2 separate regions of the Capsicum annuum genome follow, and region 1 is linked to region 2. The links are chromatin contacts, called in public Hi-C maps. All regions are on one chromosome and are shown on one strand. Each heading gives the region's core, a stretch centred on a gene start, on an enhancer-like site or on the middle of the called end of the contact. The rest is flanking DNA. Distances are from core to core; before and after follow the strand shown.

Evidence for each region. Hi-C and Micro-C count contacts between places; a contact is called where the count stands out from the background.
Region 1: a contact with region 2 is called in a Hi-C map of leaf, with 2.4 times the contacts expected there. The contact joins the enhancer-like site here to the promoter of LOC107856468 in region 2. A contact is called at or near these places in 2 of 5 Hi-C or Micro-C datasets (leaf and placenta).

What each region holds. Positions count from the first base shown.
Region 1 is chr1:55,312,525-55,316,106 of UCD10Xv1.1, reverse strand. No RefSeq gene overlaps it. Among protein-coding and RNA genes, the nearest start is that of LOC107875488, 58 kb to the left of the region's middle. Within about 2 kb of position 1,481, at least 1 of the 5 cell types and tissues checked has an H3K27ac peak or open chromatin away from gene starts, as enhancers often do. A contact at or near this core is called in leaf, where this site is marked.
Region 2 is chr1:55,041,235-55,045,231 of UCD10Xv1.1, reverse strand. LOC107856468 (CBL-interacting serine/threonine-protein kinase 3) reads left to right here and starts at 1,441. Exons shown (of 15, transcript XM_047394489.1): 1 at 1,441-1,612; 2 at 3,846-3,997. The coding sequence starts at 3,867.

The sequences.
Region 1 (3,582 bases), core at 232-2,731, 270 kb before region 2:
TCATTAGGGCCTTTTTAAGCAATCAACTAAATTCATAGTGCCTCCAAGAATTAAAACGGTCAACTATTAATGGAATTTCTTGTCCTCTCTGTAAATACTCATTTGGCCGAGGGCTTTCAAACACATAGTAAGCTAAACTGGTGTGGACAAATCACCAACCCTCAATGAATTATGAATAGGGAAGGTATACTAATGCTATGAACGACTCAATATTCCCTTAGCTGAAAGGGTCTTGTGGTTTGCTTCTGGTACCCATATTTGAAGTAGACTATGTTTTGATATTAAACTCACAGAATCTGGTTTCCTATTATTAACATACAATTCAACTAGCATTTGATACACCCGTTCTAGTATTATGGTTGTTTCATAATCTCCAACCTGTTTCACCAAAACGTTATGTTTTCGTTTGGCATAAATATATAAACTGACCTTTAACTTGGCAACTGACATTTATATTCTCAAACTTTGACGTGCACAAGTAGATATATAAAGTTGAGCAAATAGACACACGCATCCTATGTGATGTAATATATGCAGGACGCCACATTGGACATGAATTGAAGGTCACATAAGACTCATATGTCTTAACTGTTCAAATTATTTGCAAGCCCAATTTTACTTTAAATATTAATTTTCCATTGTCATTGAAAAATTAAAGTTTTCTCTCTTACAATCTTAATTGAGTTTTTTAAATACACTTGTTACCTTCTATATTATCAAAAAATATCTCACTAACACACACACACCTTTTAGTTGATAGAACTAACTCTTTTTAATGATGAAAATAATTAGGCACATCAAAAAGGAAGTCTCATCAAGGAAGTGGACCATCCCGACATCAAACGAGGAAAGAAGTAAAAGAATCAAAGCCTCCGAAAAGAAAGAAAAATCCGCATACATAACAAAGGAAATCAACCTAATCGCCAAGAATACTCCAATAACCAAGGAAACTTATAAGGCAAGAAAATATCTCTCTTCTTGACACAAGGAAAGGAAGGGCGCAAGAATCAAGGCTAAGAATGAAAGGAATATATACACGGTGGTATCTGATATGGACGTGTACAGTCAATCTTGAGGATACTACTACTCCCAAGATTAGCAAACATCCCTTGGTTACCCTTTTTAAAGAGCTGGATCGAAAAAAGGAAATTCCAATTCCCTAAAATCAAGGAAGGAAATCAAATCTCTAATCAAGCATTAAAGACACCTCAAATGGCTCTCTATATTCAAATCAACATTGACACCTCAACGGCTCTCTCTCTGTTCAAGCCTATTAATATTATCTCTCTGTGTTAGGGAAAGTGTACAACTTCATCTGAACCCTTGAATTTGAATGTTTATTCTTGCATTCATTGTTTGATTACTTGTGAGAAAAAAAAAAAGGAGTGAAAATTAGAGAGCTGTACGAGTAGAGGCTGTCACAATTGGTTGGAACAAAGTTATGTTCTAATGAACACTGCAGTACAACACGATCTGTACAAGGCCAAAGGATTAAACCTCTAAAGAAAATCCATCTAATTCAAGGGACTGAAAGTAGACACCACATTGATAATTTTGAACCGGTATAAAATTCTTCTGTCTCATTTACTTTCGACTCATTTGCATTCTCTTTTTGCTGCTAACTTTTGATTGCAGGAGTTCAGTCGACTAAGGCATGCACTTAATCAACTGTGCTGAAACGTTATTATTAAAAAGGGTCAACTCACAAACGCGCCTCCCCTCCCCCTTTCCTCCTCTTCAATTTCATAGGTAAGTACATAATGAGAATATAATAGTTTGTTCATTTTAGAAGAGAAAAATATCACCATATTTATTCGGTAATAAAATAATTTGTTCATATAAAAAATATAGCAATCAAAACTCAAAATTCTATTTAAATAATTGAAAAAAAAATTAAAAAAAAGGTGAGAACTTTATAAAATATGCCCAATGCATCATTATATAAATATTTAAAACGGGGTAGATTTTATAATAACTTCCTTAAAGGTTATCTATTTATGCTTTAAATGAATTTTAAGAAATTCATCGATGGCATCCAGTTCGTAGAATCTTTATATATTATATAGAGAATAATGTATTTTAAAAGGCATCATGTAGTGCAGCGGATGAGGTTGCTTTTCCTTAATTAGAAGTTTCGGGTTCGAGTCCTAGGTATGGAAAAATTCTTGGTAGGGAGCACTTCCCCCAAATGGGGTCCTACGCGGCGCGAATTCGAATTAGTCGGACTCCAGTGCGGATACCAAACCCAAATGAAAAACCAAAAAAAAATGTATTTTAAAAGGCGGTCTGAGACGCACCTAGGGGCTTGCATTTGGGCAAGGCAAAGTAAAAAACTCATCGAGACACTTTGAGTAGAAAAAAGTCTCCAAAGATGAACGCCTAAGCGTGAGGCACGCCTTTATTCTTGGGCGTAAGCCTTGAACCTTTTACAAATTAAAAAGAAAAAACTAAAATGTCAAACTTTCACAGTATTTAACATTAGTCCAACACTTTTTATTAAAATATTTCAAACAAAAACCTTTTGTCTTCCAAACAAAAGCTTTTCAATACCTTTGTTGTACTTCGTAGCTTTCAACGTTTGACACCTTTATGGTAGGCAGGGGTGTACAAATCGAACCATTAAGTCAAATCGAACCGACGAATTAAATCAAACCAAAAAAAAAACCAACTTATGATTTGGTTTGATTGGTTTGGTGTTGACAAAATAAAAAACGATCATTCTTGGTTTGGTTTGGTATTAGCAAAAATAAAATCAAACCGAACCCAAACCTAACCAAACTAATACATATATAATTTTAATTTTTCATACATAAAAAAATAATACTTATAATCTACTTTCAAATTACTTTTATTATTTTTTTTATATTCAGAAAATAGATATATATTCTTGGGCCTTTAATTATAGTATATTTCTATTAATAACAAATTAATACAAAATCCAATATTAATATAAAAACCTAAAACTCTTTAATTGCTTCACTTTTTACATTTTACTTTCCAAGTTTTCAGAAAATTCTCATTATTTCCTCATCTTACTTTTATCTTACTTTTCTCATTCGTCAAGTTGTGATTTAAATTTGTTTCTCTTCTTTCTCTTTTTTTTATGGAATTATATTATAATTAATTATTTTATGGAGTTAAGTTTTTAATAAGTTGTCTCTAATTATTCGTTCTTTTGTATGCTCACATTTTATGTGAATGAAACTTTCAGACAAGCTACTGTGACTAATGATTTAGAAATTGAACTACTTGGGTATCCACATAATATTACTTTGAGAGATAGTAATTTAGATGTCTTAGTAATTTGCCAACTTAATTTTTATTGGAACTACTCTATGACCATTGTTTTTTTTAATTTTTTTAGTGAAAACATTTAATTTTCTTCGTTAATCACATTATAATTGTAAAAAAATTGAGAAAACCAAAAAATCGAAAAAACCCGACTAAAATCGAAATAAAAAAACTGATTGTATATTGGTTTGATTTGGTTTATAGATTTAGAAAATCGACATTATTGGTTTGATTATATTTTAATAAAAAACGAACCAACCCGACCTATGTACACCCCTAATGGTATGTATC
Region 2 (3,997 bases), core at 192-2,691:
TATCTTTTTCTTTATACTTTCCACTTTAATACGCACAATTTTTTTCATCTTTATATATATATATATACTAGTAATTTCTTCGATTGAGACAATCGTAACAAGAATCATCAACATTATTTTATAATCAATATATGCAATAGGAAATGAATCAAGTCATTTTCCAATCTATTTGTGTACATCAATTTCATTGTTATCTTCTACTTTTACCATTTCTCTTAATTAACACTTTAATTCAAAAAAAAAAAAATCTAAATAAAGAATATCAGAATGATTATCACGAATTAGAATCTCATGACTCAAATGGTCACATCCTAATAATAATAAGGTGTTTTTTTTGTGCTAAAAAAATTTCATGTACTCTATTTGATTTTTTTCTCCAAAAAATATGAGTTTTTTTTTTTTTGTGCTAATAAAAGATTGTAATATCCATATTTTTTTTACACAAAAATATGGGGCCTTCATGATTTTAAGGCCTTAAATAATCGCCTACGTGGCTTAATGAACAAGAGCCCTGTGAATTAGGATGAGATTTATGAATTCCTTATATAATTTAGAAAGTCCTCCTGTAATTGTTATATTTTTCTTTATTGTTACCTATTTCGTTATATTTTTATTTATTTCACTTAAATCAAGGATCTTTTTAAAAATATTTCTCTATAGTTTATGAGATAGTAGTTAAAATTTAAATATACTTTATTCTTTCAAATCTCATTTATAGAATTTTAATTTACTTAATATATTATTATCATTTCATTTATATATATTCTATCCTTTCAAATTTTATTTATAGAATTTCATTAAATACTCTCAAATCTTACTGAATATGTTATTATCCTAGTATCTTTAAACTAGTTTTTAAAGGTATGAATTAGGTCCGGAATCTATTCAAACAACTTTATTACTCGGGCGTAAAAAGACGAGAAAAACATGAAATTGGAATGTAATGACATCGGTAAGGGAGTGTCCACACATTCTATTTTTGTCAATAAATAATTGAGTCTATTTTTGTGTATACTTATCTACAACCTAATCATTTTTCCACTATTTTTTGCTCTTGGACAATTGGTCTGGGTCTGAGTGTGTAAGCTACTACCTAATTTTCATTTGCAATAAAGTCACAAATTTGTTTAAAAAAAAAAAAGGAAAAAAATCATTTTTCAACTAAATAATAATAATGATGTTTTCTCCAGTTTTTTTTTTTTTTTAAATAATATGCTTTTAATTTATTATAGAGTTTAAGTAAATAATTTTTTAAAATTTTATAATTTTTAATTAAAATTATAATAAATATATTTAGTCTAGTAATTTTAAATATATTATGTAAAATTAAAATTAAAATATTATTAAAAATAAAATCATCTTTTTAAAATAGTCTAAAAGAAACTATATATCATCCTTTTTAAAACACATATAGCAATAAGTATATATAAAATTATTAAAAGACCATTTATATACTTGTGGCTGTGATACAAAAACTACACTTTCAGAAATTTCGTGAGAACTGTTTGATTTAGTGGAGGCAGAAAAAAACATTTGATAAGCTGAATTTCAAGATTTGATTGCTCTGTTTTTATTGTGTTCCACTGAAATTTGCTCTGTCCAACTCATAAGTGTATGTCTTTTTTCCTCTTTTCTTGCTTTTTGCCTTGTGAACTTTGTTTCATTGATAAAAAGTTTTAGAAGTTTCCTTTTTTGAAGTTTTCAAGAACGTTTATGTCATAAGTATTAGTTAGTTGGACTTCAAATTTTGATTCTGTTGGAGTTCTCTTTCTTGATAAATCATCAAAAAAATTTCAACTTTTTACTGCTTTTGAATGCAAAATTCTGAAACTTGGTAACTTAGTATTTGAAGCTTATTTTCTTGTTGAATGAATTCTTTTCTCTTGGGGGTTGGGGTTGGGGTGGGTGGTGAGTGTTTTCTTTTCTTTTTCTTTGTGTGTCAGAATTTGTGGGATCAGTTGTTGAAGATTCTTGCCTTTTTTTCCCTTTTCTTTTTTTTCATTTTTTGGGTGAAGATCCTCTAAAAAGCTGAGGATATTATGTTGTAAAGCGTAGGTGAGGGGTCAGATTTTTAGTTTATGAATTCTGAATTATAATTTTTTTATTTATTGAGTTCTTGATATATTATTTATATACATCGAATGAATTCTTAACAAAATCATAGATTTGAGCTAAAGATACTCAATTTTGTCGAACTCTTAAGTAAGGGGGCTCTGCCCGTGTTCACTCCCTACGTTTTATTTTATTCGTCTCAAATTTCTTAATTTAATTTTTCATTTTACTTGTTATTTCTACCAAGATAATTTTTTTTTTTTTTTACCCGTAGTATTAATTTTTTTTTACAAATTAAAATATAAATATCATTTAATAGGATATTATGGTAAAGTAATCATGTTATTAACTGTGTTTCTTAATCAATGTCTCAATGTTAAATTGGAACAGTAAAATGAGACGGAGGGAGTAGATTCATTTCTAGCTGGATTACTCTAATGATTATAAGCTAAAAAGTTAAAAGACGTGGTTGGATATCATTAATATATTATTTATAAGTATCAAATGAATTGTTTAACATAATTATAGGATTTGATATAATACTACTGAATTTTATCGAAGCTGTGACTAAAGGGTGGTTTATTGCTGATTATAATCCAAAAAGTTAAAAGGTGGTTGGATCATTGATTGCCCCAATAATTCTTTGCTTTTTATTCTCTCTAGAATTTTTTAGTACTAATTTCCAATAAATGTATATTATATATGACTTAATTTGCTAAACTGGTGTTGTCACCTTTGGTTCTCACCTTTAGTTTTTAAAATATTAGGGAAATAAATTAATTCTTTAAAATATTAGGGAAATAAATTAATTAAGGATTTGGATATGATGGACTCGTGATTGCCATTAACGGCTTTATTTCTCTCTTTTGGAAGGATTAGTTTGAGACCAAAATTTTTCACAAATTACATTTGTTCCCAACTTGCAATAAGGGGCTTCTTTTATGTGGAATTAGCTAAGTATATATTGGAAGGATCTTAATTTCACCATGTACGTAGCAGGATGGAGCCAAGTAGATGAACTTCTTGGTGGAAAATTACACTGTTTATACATTGTTAAAAGTATCGTTCATGTATATATAAACATATGTTTAACCCCCTTCAGCTTCTTCATTTGTTTACTTCTTCATATTTTGGACCCCTTAATGAAAATAGCGGCTGAAAATCCTGGCTCCATCATTCGTTTGCCATTAACTGCTTTATTCTCTTTCTTTTATTTTCTTTGGCTTTGGAGAAAACATACTTTTTGGAGGGGTTATTTTGAGATCAAAATTCTTCACAAGTTACATTAGTTCCCAACTTGCAGTAAGGGACTTTATTGCAAGTATATATTGGAAGGATCTTTATTTCACTATGTAAGTAGCAGGGGTGGAGCCAAGTAGATGAACCCTGTGGTTAAAATTTATCTTTTATTAACTGCTTTATTCTCTTTCTTTTATTTTCTTTGGCTTTGGAGAAAACATACTTTTTGGAGGGGTTATTTTGAGATCAAAATTCTTCACAAGTTACATTAGTTCCCAACTTGCAGTAAGGGACTTTATTGCAAGTATATATTGGAAGGATCTTTATTTCACTATGTAAGTAGCAGGGGTGGAGCCAAGTAGATGAACCCTGTGGTTAAAATTTATCTTTTATGTATATGCAAAAAATGTTGAACCTCCTTCACCTTCATTGTGTGTTTACTTTTCATATTTTGAATCCCCTTAATAAAAATTCTGGCTCCGCCAGTATGAAGTAGTAGAGTCATTTGTGTATACAGTAATCTTCTATCTAACAACACTTTCTACCTTGTACAGAATTGTGCTGGTGTCTCGATAATGGATCGGAAAAAAATCAAGCGTAGAGTTGGTAAATATGAAGTTGGAAGGACGATCGGGGAGGGGACGTTTGCAAAAGTCAAGTTTGCAAGGAATTCAGAGACGGAAGAAAGTGTCGCGATCAAGATTCT